6 separate regions of the Mus musculus genome follow, and regions 1, 2, 3, 5 and 6 are each linked to region 4. A link is a contact called in public HiChIP or PLAC-seq and promoter capture Hi-C data. All regions are on one chromosome and are shown on one strand. The core of a region is the stretch at or near the end of the contact, and the rest is flanking DNA. Distances in the headings are between cores, read along the strand shown.

What was found. Promoter capture Hi-C pulls out the DNA fragments that hold promoters and counts their contacts. HiChIP or PLAC-seq counts read pairs in DNA pulled down with a chosen protein or histone mark.
Region 1: a contact with region 4 is called in a promoter capture Hi-C map of pre-B cells, with 2.7 times the contacts expected there. The contact joins the promoter of Snrpg here to the promoter of Mcm2 in region 4. A contact is called at or near these places in 3 of 39 promoter capture datasets (liver, neutrophils and pre-B cells), 2 of 484 Hi-C or Micro-C datasets (B cells and muscle stem cells) and 2 of 9 other capture datasets (adipose tissue and liver).
Region 2: a promoter capture Hi-C map of pre-B cells shows a contact between it and region 4, with 2.8 times the contacts expected there. The contact joins the promoter of Gmcl1 here to the promoter of Mcm2 in region 4. A contact is called at or near these places in 2 of 39 promoter capture datasets (erythroid cells and pre-B cells) and 1 of 9 other capture datasets (liver).
Region 3: an H3K27ac HiChIP or PLAC-seq map of bone marrow-derived dendritic cells shows a contact between it and region 4, with 5 times the contacts expected there. The contact joins the promoter of Slc6a6 here to the promoter of Mcm2 in region 4. A contact is called at or near these places in 1 of 39 promoter capture datasets (pre-B cells), 1 of 484 Hi-C or Micro-C datasets (CD4 T cells) and 1 of 115 datasets of contacts at active chromatin or transcription factors (bone marrow-derived dendritic cells).
Region 5: a promoter capture Hi-C map of hippocampal neurons shows a contact between it and region 4, with 8 times the contacts expected there. The contact joins the enhancer-like site here to the promoter of Mcm2 in region 4. A contact is called at or near these places in 5 of 39 promoter capture datasets (hippocampal neurons, liver, maxillary cranial neural crest and 2 more), 1 of 484 Hi-C or Micro-C datasets (B cells), 1 of 115 datasets of contacts at active chromatin or transcription factors (embryonic stem cells) and 1 of 9 other capture datasets (embryonic stem cells).
Region 6: a promoter capture Hi-C map of liver shows a contact between it and region 4, with 3 times the contacts expected there. The contact joins the promoter of Tia1 here to the promoter of Mcm2 in region 4. A contact is called at or near these places in 3 of 39 promoter capture datasets (cranial neural crest and liver) and 1 of 115 datasets of contacts at active chromatin or transcription factors (thymic regulatory T cells).

The regions. Positions count from the first base shown.
Region 1 is chr6:86,370,067-86,372,948 of GRCm38.p6, reverse strand. It overlaps Snrpg (small nuclear ribonucleoprotein polypeptide G), which reads right to left and starts at 1,409. Exons shown (of 4, transcript NM_026506.2): 1 at 1,335-1,409. The coding sequence starts at 1,366.
Region 2 is chr6:86,731,957-86,734,903 of GRCm38.p6, reverse strand. Gmcl1 (germ cell-less, spermatogenesis associated 1) reads left to right here and starts at 1,526. Exons shown (of 14, transcript NM_011818.3): 1 at 1,526-1,993. The coding sequence starts at 1,740.
Region 3 is chr6:91,682,533-91,685,347 of GRCm38.p6, reverse strand. It overlaps Slc6a6 (solute carrier family 6 (neurotransmitter transporter, taurine), member 6), which reads right to left and starts at 1,281. Exons shown (of 15, transcript NM_009320.4): 1 at 1,040-1,281.
Region 4 is chr6:88,897,470-88,900,238 of GRCm38.p6, reverse strand. Mcm2 (minichromosome maintenance complex component 2) reads left to right here and starts at 1,459. Exons shown (of 16, transcript NM_008564.2): 1 at 1,459-1,594; 2 at 2,723-2,769. The coding sequence starts at 1,589.
Region 5 is chr6:90,982,647-90,985,644 of GRCm38.p6, reverse strand. It overlaps a transcript of Iqsec1 not described here. Among named protein-coding and RNA genes, the nearest start is that of Gm38860, 26 kb to the left of the region's middle. Within about 2 kb of position 1,329, at least 27 of the 459 cell types and tissues checked have an H3K27ac peak or open chromatin away from gene starts, as enhancers often do. A contact at or near this core is called in hippocampal neurons, where this site is marked.
Region 6 is chr6:86,402,673-86,405,468 of GRCm38.p6, reverse strand. It overlaps Tia1 (cytotoxic granule-associated RNA binding protein 1), which reads right to left and starts at 1,250. Exons shown (of 13, transcript NM_011585.4): 1 at 947-1,250. The coding sequence starts at 972. It overlaps n-TGccc4 (a tRNA gene), which reads right to left and starts at 1,576; the gene lies at 1,506-1,576.

The DNA.
Region 1 (2,882 bases), core at 160-2,659, 2.5 Mb after region 4:
TTTATTAGCTCATCATCAAAACAAACAGTGCAGAATAACTTCTTTTTAAAATGTCAGACTTATGGCTTAATACATCTTTATTATGTTGTGTTCTGCCTATAGGCCTGCAAGCCAGAATAGGGTACCAGATCCTATTACAGATGGTTGTGAGTCACCATGTGGTTGCTGGGAATTGAACTCAGGACCTCTAGGAAGAGAAGTCAGTGCTCTCAACCTCTGAGCCAACTCTCTAGGCCCGGTTTAACAGATTCAGATTCAAACAAAACTGCAGGGGTTTCACACAGAGGGCTTTGATTAAAATGTGCACTCAAATACAAAAATCAGCAAATGTTGTTATCTTTCCCCTGCATTGGGGTCTTGACAGAACTTTACAGTAGCAAACAGGCTATACACAAGACAGATTATTTTCTGGCTACACCAGAAAAGACCCAGTATTAATCTTGTATTGAGCAACCCAATGACTATGTGCATATGCGACAGGTTCAGGCCAGTCAGAAGTGTCTGAGACCAAAGGGTCTGTCTGATTTTACTGGGTACAGAATAAAATTCTTCAGAAATTAGCTCTTTACAAGTAGAAAATGGATGTCCTTCCATGGATTTATTGCCAGAGCAAGATATTACACAACGTTTAAATGTAACTTGAATACAAGGACAGTGTATCAGAAACCTAGTTCTTGGGGCTGCAGATGGCCCAGCGCTTATTGCTTGTCCAGAGGACACGAGTCCAGCTATTATTAACCACGCCAGAGGGCTCACAACCTCCTACAAGTTCTGTTTCTGCAGATCCAATGCCCGCTTTGGCCTCCGCAGGAGCTGCACCCACGTGCACAAACATATAACTAAACATGTCTCTGAGCACCAAAAAGGGGAAAAAAAAACCCCAAAACTAAACCTAGCTCTCTTGATGAACGCAAATGAACGCGCACATTTATTGAAACACAAAACGCTACCTCACCTTAAACTTTTTGAGACACAGTGTCTTTTTTTTTTTTAAGCCTAGGCTGGTCTGGAACTCGCGGTAATTCTCCTGCCTAAGCTTCCTGAATATTGGCCCCATAGATCACAGCCAATCACGTCCGACTCCAATCGATCATTTTAAGCCCACGAGTCTCCGGTTCCTCACAACCATGCACCTCGACCGCTGCCCTGGTCCCCAACCAGGTTGCCTTTGGCTGCCCGCCTAGGAGAGCCCCAGCTTTGGGAAGACAGAGGCACCGGCACTGCAGTAACCATGCCGACCGGACCTTAGCGCCACTTCCGGCTCCCGCGACCGTCGGGACCAGCGGCGGCAGCCCGAGCGAGACAGAAGTCTCGATAGGGCCGACTCTACTCACTTCTTCAGCTCGGGAGGGTGGGCTTTGCTCATGGCGACTCCTCTGCGGGCTCGGCACAACGGCGAAGGAGTGAGCAGGCTCAGAAACGCGCGCAAGGCAGGCTTGGCGCTGGTGTCTGACGTCACCGCCGCGCGAGCCAATCGCCTTCGGAGAACATTACCTTTCATCTCGCGATATTGATGGGGATGTCTGAACCTGCGGACCAGAGCCACGCTTCCGGTTGCGTCGCCAGTGACAGGCCACGACGGAGAGGCTGTGTTCGGCTAAGCTTCCTTTGTGTAAAATTGAAGTGGCAGGTCACTTTAAAAACAGACCCCTTCATTTATATTTTATGTATGAGTGCTCTACATGTACACCTGCGCGCCAGGGGAGGACCTCAGATCCTACTATAGATGCTTGTGAGCCACCATGTGGGTGCTGGAATTGAACTCCAGAGCTCTGGGAGAACAGCCAGTGGTTTTAACTGCTGAAGCGTCTCTCCAGCCTGTGTGTCACTTCTTTTCTTTCCTTTTCCCACTTACTACACTTTTTTTCTCTTTACATTTTTGTCATTTCCCCTGCCCCTTCCTCATTGTTTTTGACGTAATTCATGCTGGCTTCGAGTTCACTGTGTAGTCAACGCTGGCTTTGAACTGTTGCTTCCCGTGCTAGAATCAACGGCATCTGCACCACGCTGCCCTTAATTTCCTAAGCACATCCAGGCGAAGCCGAGGGCTCCTGAAGCACAGAATAGCTTGTCCGCATCAGTAGCAGGAAGGTGGCTAGGCGGATTCTCTTGAGGACGTGAATCCAGTGTCTGGGGTATTTCTGATTCATCAATTCTGCAATTCTAACGCTGCCTTCAGAACCCACTTAGCACACTACAGTCCATACATAAAAGCTGAGGAGTACCACACAAGTCCTGAGGTATTGAGCTTGCCCCTGCCTCCTGAGGGCTGGGAATAAAGGTGTGCACTCTCCCAGGGTGGTGGCACTGCCCTCAGTGCACTGGGCTCTCTCATGGTAGTCATTAATGACCCACAGACATGTCCAGAGACCTGTTAGATGGAAGCAGCTCTTCAATTGAGGTTCTCCTCATGATTAGTTTGTCATCAACAAAAAAATAGCACAAGAATGCTTAGCTATACACTCTCCCCACCACTTGCTGTGCTAGTTGAAACTAGAAAACGAACATGAATAATGATAGTCTTTAGCAAAGACTGACCTCAAAGCAGGAGGGAAATCCTCAGCTTGCCTTACAGTACTGAAATTACAGTATGCACCTTTTACAATTTAGTTATAATATGTAAGTACACTGTAGCTGTCTTCAGACACTCCAGAAGAGGGCGCCAGATCTCATTAGGATGGTTGTGAGCCACCATGTGGTTGCTGGGATTTGAACTCAGGACCTTCGGAAGAGTTTTCTTAACTGCTGAGCCATCTTTTCAGCCCCCCCCCCCATGTACCTTTAATCCTAAGTTATCTTTTCAACATTAACAGCTTTCAAGTTATGATGCTCTCTGCCTTCCTCTTGGTGTTTCCCATTTACTGATATATCACTACCCATAA
Region 2 (2,947 bases), core at 277-2,776, 2.2 Mb after region 4:
GCCTGCCTCTGCCTCCCGAGTGCTGGGACAATGTTTTAAGATGACCTCACGTATGTTTCATATTATGTACATTCCTGCGTGTCCCCTGCAGCCACCGTAGTTCTCTTCCTCCCACTTCTCCTTCAACCAGCCTCAGCTACACACCCTCAGAATTTCTCAAACATGAGAAATTCCTCAGTGGCTCACAAAGGACATATACTGCTATAACGGAGTGCAAATGGTGAATTGATGCAGTCAGTTCCGGGGGGGGGGGGGCGAAAAACTGGCAAGAACTCGTAAAGTTGAAAATTTCCCAAGAGCCCGTTTCTGGGATCTGCCTGATGAAGCTTTTGCGAGTGGTGTTCCTGAAAGAGCATCTACGTAGAAATAACTGAAACCCCTTGGCAAGGGAGTAGGCAAATGATGTGTCTAACAATGAGCAGTGACAATAACTAGAGATTCCATTCAAAGTATAGTTTTAGGAGAGGAGAAATCATAGGTTTGGGATGGTCCAATTCCATTTAAATTACATGTCTGAATGTGCAGCAGAAGAGTGGTTATACGTGTAAAGACATGCATAGAAATGGCACAGAGAGGGAGAGGCTGGAAACTGAGAATTAGTACACAAGGGGTTTCTCATTCCCCACTATATATCAATAAAGCTAAAGGGGAGTGAATCAAAGTAAGTGTGATAGAATTCCAAGCCAGTAGTAGGTCCACAGGTACTTGTATTGCTCTGTTTGAAACATTCTATTATAAACATTTTACTTTGAAAGGTATAAAAGGCAGGTATGGTAGCTCAGTGCCTCAACTCCTAGCACTTAGAGGCTGAGATAGGCGGACTTCTGAGAGTTCCAGGGAAGCCTTGGGCTTCAGAGTGACACTTTTCCTTGAAGAAAATTTAAAAAAAAAAAAAAATCGAGGGCCAGGGATGTAGCTTAGTTGGTAGAATGTTTGCTTAGCATTCAAGAAGCCCTGCATCTGATACTCAGCATTTCAGGTCCACGAAGGTGATGTGACACATACATGGCTGTAATCCCAGCTTTCAGGGGGTAGAAACAGGAGATCAAGAGTTCAAGAGCATCCTATACAGTGAGTCGAAGTATGTAGTACGAGACACTGACACAATAAAATAATAATTAAATCAAAACAAGGCAGCAGAAGGAAGGCAAGACCTGGAGGCTAGCTGAGGCTCCAGACTGAACCCGGTCAACACAGCTGGGTGACGGTCATCTATCTAACCGGGCCAGTCGGGTCCTAGAGCCCTGGAAGCAAAGGCCATGTTGGCAAGTCCGTCCTCTTATTAACCGTACAGGGCTGGATGAGACCCCGGAATCGAGGAAGCTTACGGGAAGAACCAGCGACAGAGATCCCGAGATCTGTTAGGCATAAGCACACAGTGCCCACGCCCCTCCGTTGAAGCCGGAACCGCGGAAGTCAGACACGCACCGGGGCTGAGCGCCGCAGGGACGGGCCAGCAGCCTGCGCATGCGCAACCTGCAGCGCAGGCTCCGTCCTCCCGCCCCGCCTTTTCCGGAGGCTCGCCTTGCGCCTGCGCCCTGCGGCGCGCGCTTTGTTGGGAGAAGGAGGGGGCGAGGTCTAGCGAAGCCGGTCCGCTGAGGCGCTACGGGCGGGGCTGAGGATGGAGGTGACTGCGTTCGCGGCGACGGTTGGGGCTGCGCGCGAGGCGGCAGCGGAGTAGGCGGTGGAGATACGGGCATGGCGGGGCGGCCCCTCGGTGCTCCCTAGGCGCCGGAGCCATGGGCGCTCTCAGCAGCCGGGTGCTGCGGCCCGCAGGGCGCACAGAGCAGCCCGAACCCACGCCCGGGGCTGGGGGCGCGGCCCGCAGGTCGGACGCCGGCGAAGATGCGGGCCACAGCTTCTGTTACTGTCCGGGCGGCCGCAAGCGCAAGCGCAGCAGCGGCACATTCTGCTACTGTCACCCCGACTCCGAGACAGACGACGACGAGGACGAGGGCGACGAGCAGCAGAGGCTGCTGAACACGCCGCGCAGGTACGGAACGCCCCGCACCTTGGGGGGCCTGACCCCGGTGTCCTTGACAGGAGAGCGCGGGAGGGTCGGTGCGGGAGGTGAGTGCCCGCGGAGCAGATGGGAGCTGGGCGTTTGCAGACAGACCTAGGTCAGTGCGGGAGCGGGCGCGTGCCGGGCAGACCTGGGGTCAGTGCGGGAGCTGGGCATTAGCAGACAGACCTGGGTCAGTGTAGGGTCTGGGAGTTTGCAGATAGACCTGGGTTAATACGGGAGCTCGCGCGTGTTGGGTGGACCTGGGATCAGTGCGGGAGCTAGAAAGCTTAGGGTTCTGCACATTAAACAGAAGCTTCCTGAGTGTCAGAGCCTCAACCTGAGCCTAAAAGGACTAGCCAGAGCTTCCGCGTCCCTTCCGTAGCAGGCGTTTGCTTTTTGAATAGGATAGCCACGGGAAATTTTACTGTGCATCACTAGCCATAAATCAGTAAAGAGAGGAGCATAGTAGTCCCTGAGATGGACATCTCTCTGTGTTGTCACTAGAGGGACCAGTGATGGAGATTCGCCCAGTTAAGAACAAAGTCTGCTTGTTGAGGTGGGCTGCACTCTGTGTAGGTTGCATAAGATTTTTTTGAGGGAAGAGTTGAAAAAAAAAAATCATTGCTTGTGAAATAGATGTGGCGTATACCAGAATATACTGTGCAGTAAGGATTTTTTTTTTCTCTTTTTAAGGTCACTGTTAGACTCACACAGATGTAATTTTTTAATGAAATTTTTAAAAAGGATCTGCTTATGGACATTGCATTTTTGTTGACAAAAAAAGTGTAGGTGAGCCGGGCGTGGTGGCGCATGCCTTTAATCCCAGCACTCCGGAGGCAGAGGCAGGCGGATTTCAGAGTTTGAGGCCAGTCTGGTCTACAGAGTGAGTTCCAGGACAGTCAGGGCTACACAGAGAAACCCTGTCTAGGAAAACCAAAAAAA
Region 3 (2,815 bases), core at 32-2,531, 2.8 Mb before region 4:
CCCAAGCCTTTGGGGCTGGTCCTAGGGAAGGCAGGGATCTGGCAGAGGCCAGGCAGTGACCAAAATAGCCAGGTCGGTGGCCCTGCTGAGCACACGCCTCCCTTGCCGCCAGGCTACAGCCTAGGTTGAGGCTTTGGGACTGTAGGATCTGTTCCTGAGACTGGTTCCTTGTGTGGCTTCCCCAGTGGGAGCAGACCAGAACCTCCCACCCAAAAGAGGAACCCATAAAGTGAAGGGGAGCAGTCTAGAGGAAGATGTGTTCAGCTGGTGCTACCCATTGCCCCTGGCTGTCGTTTCGGGCCTCAGCCCTGCTACTCAAGCCTGGGAGCGACTGTCACACCTGCGTGCCACACCCAGGCAGCACCTGGAGCCATACCGCCCTTTTACCTCTCCTAAATACTACGAAGAACCAAAGATGTCCATTGGGCCCACTGGGCACAAGGGATGGCCTCTCGGGTACAGCTAGAAGACACTAGACTTGCCCCCAACCACAGATCCAGGGATCCAGGCACATTCGGGCACACACACGTGCACACGGCCAGGGTTCCGGAGACACAGCCACACGTACAGGTTCACATAGGCAAGATGTGTGTGTGTGTGTGTGTGTGTGTGTGTGTGTGTGTATCAGAAGACAGAGCCACACGGCCACACTACACTCAGGTAAGGCAGCCCCGGACATAGCCCTGGTCATATCACACACCCCGGGGCGCACATGTACACGGCTGCCTAGGGTGGAGAAACAGCCACTCTCAGAAACAGAGACATCCAGGGACAAGGAGGCACCCCGTGGGACACACACACACACACACACACACACACACACACACACACACCTGCCGCCGCACCAGCAGCCCCAGCCCCTTCGCCAGGGAAACAATAACTCCCTCTCCAGCAGAGCTGAACAGGAGACCCTCAGTCCCTCCCTCAGGGGTGAAGGGGATGAAAGAGCGCGGGGAGGCCAGACCCGCAGGGACCCGGTGAGGTGGCGGAGCGCGGCCCGGGGAGGGGGCTGCAGTCGCGGCCCACACGCCCTGGGTACCTGGGTGGCTAAGCCCACAGCGGATGGCCCGGGGCTGGCGAGGCTGGCGGGACTGGCGGCGATCGCGGCGTTGGCGGCTGGGCACGGGAGCTCGGCAGCAACCAGGTCCCGGAGCACGACGCTGGCGGCGGCGCGGAGGAAGCGGTAATTTATAAGCGGCTTCTCCCTGACCTCGCGTGTCTGTTGTCTGAACAGGCAGCTCTCCGCATCACCCATCCTGCTGGGTGGAAAAATACCAGCTTGGCCGGGCCTGGGCGGGGCCTAGGGAGGGGCCTGGTCTGTCGGCCACGCCCACACACGGGGCGCGCGCGCGCGCGCGCACACACACACACACACACACACACACACACACACACGCACGCACGCGCGCACGAGCTCGGACACACAAAGAGCCGGAGCTCGCCTCGTCGAGCGCGCGCACCCATCCTCATGCTCCATCCAAACGCTGGTGGCTAATGGCACTGCTCAGGCCTCTCATGCAGGCGATGAGGAGTTAGAGACCCAGACCCCTGGCTCATCTCCTGTCCTGATATTACCACACCACAACGCTCTCTAACACACCCACCTAGGTCTGTGGACGAGGCCTGTGGCTGCCGCAGCAGCTAGATCCCTACCAGAATCTGCTCCTCCCCCATTGCCCCGAGTCCTCTCAGGGCCAGTGTGCAGCTCTGCAAGCCTGGCTGAGCTGCCGTGGAAGTGATAATGGAGGCCAAGTCCCCCACCCCCACCCCCACCCCCACCCCTGGCCCACATGAGGCTGTGTTTTCGAAGCGCCCCGACTTCGTCGTGGCTGTGTGACATCAGGCAAGTTCCCCAGACCTTCTGTGTCTTAGTTTCCTCATCTGTAAAACGGAAATAAAAATAGTGGAACTCATCACTTCTGGCTGCTGGGAGGGTCCAAGGTTAACAGTGTAAAGAGTCTGAACAGGACACCAGGCACCTAGGAAGTGCCAAACGAGTGTCAGCAAATGTGACTATTTTTAAATGGAGATGGGGAGTGTGCCATTATTCTTGTCCTTATTTGAATGAGCATGTCCTCCATCTGATTGTACACACCCACAGCCTGGCTGAGCCTGAGGTGGCGCTGTGTGACCTTCAGTAAGGCCTTCCCCCTCTCTGCTTGCCCACTTCCTTTTCTTTCTTCTCCACTCTCTCTGCACATAAGTGTCAATTATGTAGCATGGCTATCCTGTCTCTTAAACTGGGAATGGTAGCCCCAGACCTGACCAGCCTGAATCCATTGTCCTAGGCTGGCATAAGACACCAAGAAGCAAAATAAGGTGGTGGTGTGACTCAAGCCTTTAATCCCAGCGCTGGGAGGCAGAGACAGGCAGATCTCTGAGTTCAAGGCCAATCTGGTTTACAGAGTGAGTTCCACTAAGGCTGCACAGAGAAAACCCGTCTTAAAAAAAAAAAATCCAGACTCACATTTCATTACCCACAGCACAAAGGGCTGAGACCAGGGGGTAGGTCAGAGAGTAGGAAAGTGGCTGTTTTGAACCCAGAGCAGACTTCAGGAAGCCCAGAGCCTTTGGGCAGACAGAAGGGTGGGGGTGGGGAACAGAGGAAGCAAGGGCTGTAAGGCTGCAAAAGCCTGCAGGCATGGTGTCACAGGACTCTACAAAGAGTCAGGGCAGGGGAGGCCACAGAGGCCTGGCAGGCCCAGGGATTCAATTCGGAAAGCCTGGGCAGGCCTGAGCCTAAGAATGATCGACACAGTATCACACAAGGGATGACTGGGAAGAATGGGAGGAGGTGGCTCAGGCCTTCATCAGT
Region 4 (2,769 bases), core at 210-2,709:
TCTCCGTTGTCACCAGGTCTAGCAAGGCCCAGGCTACTTGGACTCTTCACAGAATGTGGCTCTGGTTTATCTTGTCCATGACACCCTGCTAGTAAGGATGGGTAAGCATGGAATGGCAGACCAGTAATGAGAGATTCTATAAAGGAGGAAGATAAGTTGTTTTTTGTTTTTTTTTTTTTTAAGAATTGGGTGCTTGTCATATCATTGGAACTTGTAGGGGCCTAGGGGCTTATGGTGGACACAGTCAGCTTTTCAAAGAACATATCCTATTATGGTGGCATAATATGCTTTCTATTTTTTATTTATTTATTTTTGAGTCTCTGGCATATAGATGCAGTACCTTCCTGCATCGATAGCAGCTCTGGGTACCACAGTGGCATCCAGCAGACAAGAGGGTGTGGATTCCTGTCTCAGAGGTCATACTAGCCCATCTCCCTAAGATACCCTTTAGCACCTTGGGGTATCTCTTGTACTATAAAGCCTGCAGATCCCCCTTTCTGAGCGTCCTTCCTGATTTCCTCTCTGCCCTACACTAGGTTCTGTGTGGGATTATTGATGCTGTGCATACAGCAGAAGTCACATCCTGCCCAGTAGCTGAGAACCAGATGCCTAAGACTGTAGGAACAGTAGCAGGCCTCTCACTGGAAGCACTCAGCCTGTCTCTGCCCACCTCGTCAGGTGGTAGCTACTGATTCATCCTACACCTCGATTTAACAGATCCCTCAGGTGACCTCATGTCAGGACAGAGCTCCAACTCCTAGACAGACTGCTAATCTGCAGTCTGAACTCTCCCACCTTTCCTGGGCATTACAAGCTTTGAACCAAGGGAGTGGTAATCCCTATATACTCCCAGCCTTCGCTGTACTGCATCACGCACCAGGCCCTTTTCACCTGGAACATCCTCCCCATACCTTTGCCAACTGCAGCCAAGTACAATTGATTCCCACTTTGATAAAAGCCCACAGCAGCCTGGGTGCTTGAAGGATTGAACCTCAGTGCTTTGGGAGAGGTTGATGCCAAATCAGGAAGAAATCAGAAAACAAGCTGGGCAGTGGTGGCCCACGCCCTTAATCCCAGCACTTGGGAGGCTGAGGCAGGCAGATTTCTGAGTTCGAGGCCAGCCTGGTCTACAGAGTGAGTTCCAGGACAGCTAGGGCTACACAGAGAAACCCCAGCCTCGAAAAACCAAAAAAAAAAAAAAAAAAGAAATCAGGAAACAGTCTCAGTTGCAACAAGTGGCCATACCGACACTTAGATACCTAGGTCACACTCTAGAAGGCCGGATTGGTCCTCAGAGCCACTAGTGACCCAAAGTCCCGCTTCCTTGCCTTAGCGTGGTAAACGCTGAAGGGTTAAGCCTAGGTGTGCAGGAGGCGAGGGCTCAGCCTTTTGAAAGCTGTGGGCGGGGAGCGGGGCGGGGCTTTCTGGTGTGGGCGTGCCCAAACATTCTAGCCCTCCTTCCGCTCTAGATTGACGAGGACGTAGTGACGTCTGAGTCCTCCCGGCGCTTCCCGGGCATGGGCGGGTCACGTGGTCTAGTTTTCGCGCGAAAACCGGTGGCAGCTGGTGCGGTGGAGCTAGCGCAGACATGGCGGTGAGGAATGGGCTGATCCCGGGCGGGCGGTATTCAGCGATCTCGGCTAGCTTGGCCGGTATCTTCCTCTAGTGGCAGGCTTGAGTGCGGGGCTACCTGCACCAGTCTGGGACGGGTCGTCTCTGCTCTCCTCATGTGTCTCTAGGCCCCGGGTTTACACGCACTTATGGTGGTGAGGCTGCAGGAAATGGAACCCAGAGCCCCGCGCATGTAGGGAAAGCCGGCTACCACGTAGCTGCGTGCATCCCTTCTCTCTTGAGAGTCTCATAGCTGGGCCGGGGAGGCGTATGCCTTTAATCCCAGCACTAGGGGGTTACAGGCAAGCGGGTCTTTGAGTTTTACAGAGTGAGTTCCAGGGCAGCCAAACTGCACAGAGAAACCCTTCCTCAAAAAGAAAGAAAGTAGAAAGGGTCCCACTAAGTAACCCAGGCTGGGGTTGAACTCGCTCTGTAGTGCGGGTTAGCCTTGAACTTGGCGATCATCAGGCTTCAGCCTCTAGGTATTTTGGATTTCATGCCTGTGACATCAGGCCCGGCTTTCCTACTCTGTTTTGTTTTTTTTTTTTTTTTTTTTTTTGGTTTTTTGGTTTTTTGGTTTTTTGGTTTTTTTTTTTTTTTTGGTTTTTTCGAGACAGGGTTTCTCTGTATAGCCCTGGCTATCCTGGAACTCACTTTGTAGACCAGGCTGGCCTCGAACTCGGAAATCTACCTGCCTCTGCCTCCCAAGTGCTGGGATTAAAGGCGTGCACCACCACTGCCTGGCTCGGCTTCCCTACTCTTACTGTTAGCGTTTTCATTAAAGGTTAAAGATCTGTTCTTTCCACCATTCACTTCTAGAATAGTGTTCCTTGATGCCTCTTTTATCTTCACCTCTTGTTTCAGCACCCAGCATATTGTGGGGTTTGGGCTAAGTGGGGTGTGAAAATAGATTATAAACAGGTTTTTAAAAAAAACTACATAGCCCCCGAGGTTTTTCATAAGACAGACATGGACAGATCTGAGGGACTAATATGTCCCTGAGAACAATGCCTAGTGTACAGGAGACAGACTGTGGGAAGGCCCCATGGTAACCAGGAGGCTGTCAGCCTGTGTCCCTCCAGTGTCTGATGGCAGACTTTTTCTCCTACAGGAGTCTTCTGAGTCTCTCTCAGCATCTAGCCCTGCCCGTCAGCGGCG
Region 5 (2,998 bases), core at 80-2,579, 2.1 Mb before region 4:
CTAGGTGCAAGAGATGTGCAGTGGGGGATATGGAGCTGTGGCAAAGGGTTGCTGGAGCTAACAGCTGTTATTAAGCTGAGTTTCCAGAGGTGACAGAGCAGAATAGGGCCACAGTTTGGGGGGAAATGGAGCTAGGGGATTGGCCTCTACTTTCTACCTTTGGGCAGAGGATAACAACATTCTCAGGCCTCCCTATTTGCATATAGTGGCCCTGAGAAGAGCCGGTCTGACAAGCATGCTGGTTGAGCAAGACCTGACTGACCTTTTACTAAGTAGCTGGTAGCCACTGCAGCCTGAGTTAGGAGCTCCCTTCTCACTATATAGATGAGCTTCAGGGGTCCATTGCTTTCCCTGAGACAAGAGTGAGCTTGATAATTACCTCACTAGGCACAGATGCCTAGACATGCTAGAAGCTTTCAATCCCAGAAACTTTAAGCTCTTCCTCAGAGGGCTTTCTTGAATGTCTTGACCTCTAGTACCAAGAGTCATTATTTATTCCCAGCACTGGGGGAGAAGATTAAAACAGGGAAGAAATCCATTCATTCATGGTGCCTTTGCTATCTGGGAGTTATTTGCTTCTGTTGTTATTGACGTTGATTTTCCCCTGACATCAGCACTCATTTATGCAGTGTGCAGTCAGCTACATTCTAATGATCCATTTCTAGAACCACATTTCCCTCACTAGAGCTTGGGTACCTAGTGGGTGCTCAGAGTATATAGCCTGAATGGGTAAGCCAGGGAAGACAAGAAGTATTGGAATCATCAAACCGCAGGTGCGAATGAATGTATTGAACCAAGTTTAAGAGAACATGGCAATATCCCCTAAGGGTTTGCTGTGTGCTCATACCTTATGTGTCATCACTCCTATCAGGCAAAGACAGGCTCCCATTATACAGATGTGAAACCTAGGCTTAGAGGGATCACATGCCTTGTTTAAGCTCTGTCTGGTCGTCAGCCAGTGTTGGATCTCACGCTGTTTGGCTCCTGATCTTGCTCACCTCCTGCCTGACTTTCACACTGTGGAATGATCAGACCACTTCTCAGGATTCTTTTTGGCTCCTGGCCAGTGCTTGAAGGTGCACAGCATGTTTGGATCCCTTCTGCCCCATTGAATCTTGTCACCAATGCAGTGCTTTTGGTGGTGATTGTGTAAAGGGGAAAAGGTAGAAGAAGGTGACCCCCTTTTAGCCTTTGATCTCCTGAAGTTTCTTGGCAGAAGTAAACATCAGCCTCAAGTGGCTGGGGAGAGGCCCAGTGGAACAGCCTCTTCCGCCTTCTCATCTGCTCCAGCCCTCAAGGGCTGTCACATCACACATCACTCTGAGAGGACGTTTTTTCTGAAGCTCTGAGTTGGTGACTCACTCTGGGGGAGGTTTTCAGTGGCATTCAGTGTCTGTTGACTTACCAAACAAAGTGCTTTTCTGGGTTTGTGGTGACATTAACCATGATGGTGGTGCTTCATTTCAGGGGCATGCTCAAGGGTGGCCGTAGAAGAGGGGGTGGCAAGAGGAAACTGGACTGTCCTAATTGGCAGCAGGCAGATAACACAGAAAGCACTATGATGGTCCTGGCAAGGAGCCTTTGAGTTGTGTTCTTCAAAGTGGTTAGAAAGTACCAAAACTGGGGTGTAGGGGCTAGGAAGCAGAGTGCTCTTATGCGCAGATTCCTTTCTCCCTAGGAGCAAAGACTAGGGGTCTGGAAGAGGATAGGAAGGCCTTTTTTCTCCTCACCTGTAACTGTGGCTGAGAAACTGGTGGCAGGAGACCCTGTGGTTATATTTCCACTAAATAATATTCTCCTTCTCCCAGCTGAGATAAAGGCTGGATCCAGTGCTGAGAAGATGTCCCTTTGTCAGGAACAAGCTGCACCACACTTTGGGACACTTGTCCTAGTTGGACAAAATGTATTAAACTGTAAGGGATCAGGGTGAGCCATTCTTATTTTTCCAGCAGATGGTAGAGTCCACAGAAAGATGAGGGAGTGTTTTTCTGAAGCTCTCTCCCAGCCGTCTGACAAGCTAAGCAAATTATTATTTTACAACCCAGAAAGTAAATCAGGGAATGCTTCTTTATCTAGCTGGCGCTGAGAGAAATAGTGAGTGGTGCAGTGTGTGAATTGCAGTTGAGAGCTGCTGGTGCTTTTGACGTGAGTGTTCACACCAGATACAGGCCACTGTGCCTGCAGAAACCTCAGACCTCAGGGCTTCGCTATGGGGAGGGAGGTGTGGTGAGCGCTTGGCCACAGGAGGCAGGCATTTGGGAACATCCATATGTTGTGTCATCAGGATGACTATCTGTCAGTTATTTTGTCTATAACATTGCTTTGACAGCTGATTGGATTGTTTGTGCTACTTTATTTTTTTATAGAAGAGCAACACTTGGCTTAACTTGGGAAGTACACAGTTCTGTGCTTGTCTGGGTGTCAACAGGAATAATTACCACTGAGCCAGCAGAGAAACAAACATAGACAAACTGGGAATTTGTCAAAAACTGGAATCAAAGAAGGTGAAACTGACCTATCTGAAAGGGAGTACGAGCTACTGATGTAGTTATGAGACCATCTGAGTTCAGTGGATCTCCTGCTTGCAGACGTTCACCCAGCATAGACACATGCTAGTCTGCAGACCAGATCTCCCCAACTATAGGCTAAGTGTGGCCAAGTGATATGGTTGGAATTCTTGTGTACCAAGTCTATGGAGCTGATAACTCAGAGTTATGCAGAATTCACTGGTCAGTAAGTATTGTGCATGGAAAGGGCTCTGTTTCCATCAATAAAGCATAGCAGCTTTGATGTTGCAATGCCCCTGTCACCCTAACTTCCCTAGGCTTCTTCTGGAGGACCTTTAAGGCTTTCTCATGAGTGGGCAGTTAGTCCTCATCTAGCAGTGGGTTGGAAGACCTAGCCCCTGCTGTAGCTGTTTCCAGTGGCTCAAAGTTTGTAAGGCCCAGCCTCTCTGAGTCAGTTCCATGACAAATGAGAGTAACTACTTCTTTAAGGG
Region 6 (2,796 bases), core at 1-2,500, 2.5 Mb after region 4:
TCCTACTTCATTTATATGAACTATATGCACGATACATCAAGTTGCAATCTTCAAATATACCGGGAGAAAAAAACAACAACCAAAACCCACAATTTCTTGAGCTTTTCTTTTTTGCCCTGTGAAACCCAACAAAGGCACAACCGCCTCAACCCGTGCGTTGAAAAACAAAGAATGCAAGGGGAAGTTACATGACAAAGACAATATCCTAGACTCGAGTTACAAAATATTCACTAAAGATGCTTACACCTGACTGACCACAGTTACTCCATTAATAAAAATGTCAACCACTAGTCGCAAATGGTGGTAAATATGTTTTAATGAAACCCACTTTCCCTCGGTAGATGCATCCCTCCGAGTGAGATTTCCATTTTTTAAGAACGGTTTCAACATCCTTGGGTGTCCAGTTAGGTTTTTTGGTCGAGGGTCAGGGGAGTACTACAGAGGGAAAGCCGAAGACCTTCGAGAAAGATGTCTGGCTTTTTTTTTTTTTTTCTTTCCAGTTCTCAACTGCAAGTATAAAGTTTTTAACCTCAGCCTTCAAGAATTAAAAATGAAAAAAATCCTACCAAAAGAAAAGAGAAAGGACGTTCCAGATGGAAATCTGGAAAAGATTCATCGAAAAGAGGGGGCGGGGAAAAAAAGGACGCAAGCATGGGACTCCAGGAGGACGTGCCGAGTCCTGAGGAGAGCTTTGAATGAAAAGTCCTTCCTCCAGGTCTGGGGGCCGCGGGTGCAGCCAGCCGAGGGGTGACAGGGGCCGAGCCCCTCTCCCGCCATCGTCCTCTCGGCCCGGCTCGGCTCTAAGCATCCTGGCGTGCGCACGGGAGGGAGGAACCACCACAGCGCGGCGTCCACGGAGAACAATAGGCTGCAGAGAGGCGCAGGGCCGCGGCCTCCCTACGGGGCGACCACCATCCCGCCTCCCTCAACGCTGCTCCAGACTCACAGAGTCTTGGGCATCTCGTCCTCCATGGCTGCTGCGGTCGCGGCGGCACCTCAGGGTCCAGCTCCCTGCCCTTCGCTACCTCCCAAATCCTTGAGGCGGGCTATGGCTGCGGAAGAGCCGGCCTCCTCGCTTGACCGGAGGCTACTTCGCTTTCTTCTTTGGCAGCGATTACACAAAAAAAGGCCCGGCCTACCGCGAACAATGAAACCCCGATCCAAGATGGCGGCGAGCCGGACGCCTAGGAGCCGGCAGCCGAGTGACCCGTGCCGCGCATGCGCACAGCCAGCTAGCATGCTCACCCTCCTGGCAGCCGGGTTTAGGCTTCAAGGACGGGGTTCACTTGGTGCGCAGCCGCGCTGCCACCAGGCAAGGGATGGCTCAGAGTGCGCAGACGCAATGCCAGTAGTTTAGGATTTCTGTAGTTTCAGAGCGGAGTGTTTCATTTGTGAATTATATAGTGAAATTAAAAATCCTTGGGGAGGTTAAAGAAATAAAATAGCAGGTGTTTTTCTAGCAGGAAAATTTTCTTTTTGCACACTATTTAAAGAGAGAAAAGACATGCGCCGCCCGGGAATCGAACCCGGGTCGCAAGAATGGGAATCTTGCATGATACCACTACACCAGCGGCGCTGTTGAGGATTTGGGCGTCCGAAAACTCATAGGAGATACGTTAGTATCTCTGCCTATTGGATTCTTGATTTATGTAAATGAAAATTAGAACGAATTGATACTTGCACTTTTTCCGTTGCTTTATGAAACGATTCATTCTTTCTCATACCAATGCTGTTGAGTGGCTGTTTGAGAAAAATCTCGACTTTCATTTTTGCTTATTATTTAGAAGTAAGAGTTGTGGTAAGAAAATAAGGTCTACTTGACAATAAGCAATACTTTGCGAGCAGGAATCATATTTATGTCTGGATTTCTTTTGTATACCCAATGTAATCGAAAAGCTGGTAATAACAGAGTTACTGTTGCAAATTGGTGAGAAGAATCTCAACAGTCAGCCCTTGCTTAGGGTTCAGAGTTATGGCTCTGGAATGTGGTTCCGGTACTTTTTTTTATCCTTTCTTATTACACTATACATATTATGTAAAGCATTTATTAAAGACGTGAAAGTTTTTGTATCCAATGTCGTTCTTTTACATCAGTGGTCCTCAAGATTCCTAATGTTGCGACCTTTTAATACAGTTCCTGGCATTGTAGTGACCCCAACCATAACAGTACTTTTGTTGCTACTTCATAACTGTAATTTTGTTACTGATATGAATTGTAATGTAAATACTTTCAGCGATAGAGGGGTGGTAAAGGGGTCGCGACCCACAGGTTGAGAACCAATTGCGTACTCTGCCATATTTGGGATTCCCTCTCTCTTTCCTTCTTCCTCCCTCCTTTCCTTCCTTCTTTTCTTTCAACTTTTCTGTTTTTCAAGACAGGGGGTCTCTGTGCAGAACTGGCTGTCCTGGAATTAGCTCTGTAGACTAAACTAGCTTCAAACTCAAAAGATCCTCTTGCCTCTGCCTCCCTAATGCTGGGATTAAAAGCATGAGCCACCACCACCCCACATTTGGGAGTTCTACTTCTATAATTATCTCTAGAGTACGTCATATTTTCAGATTATATAGAGTCTATATTATAGACAGAAAACAAATATTGTCCACACTTCAGAACGCAGAAGTAGGTAGGAAGTTCAGGAGTTCAAAGCCAACCAATGCTATTTAGAAGCAAGCGCCTCTCTTCAAACAAACAAACAAAGAAACAAACAATAATTTTAAAGAAGAGTATGGCAAATATTTAAGTGTTTAAAGTATTTTGAACACTCTGGGGGTGGGTGGAAATCTATTTAAAATGGC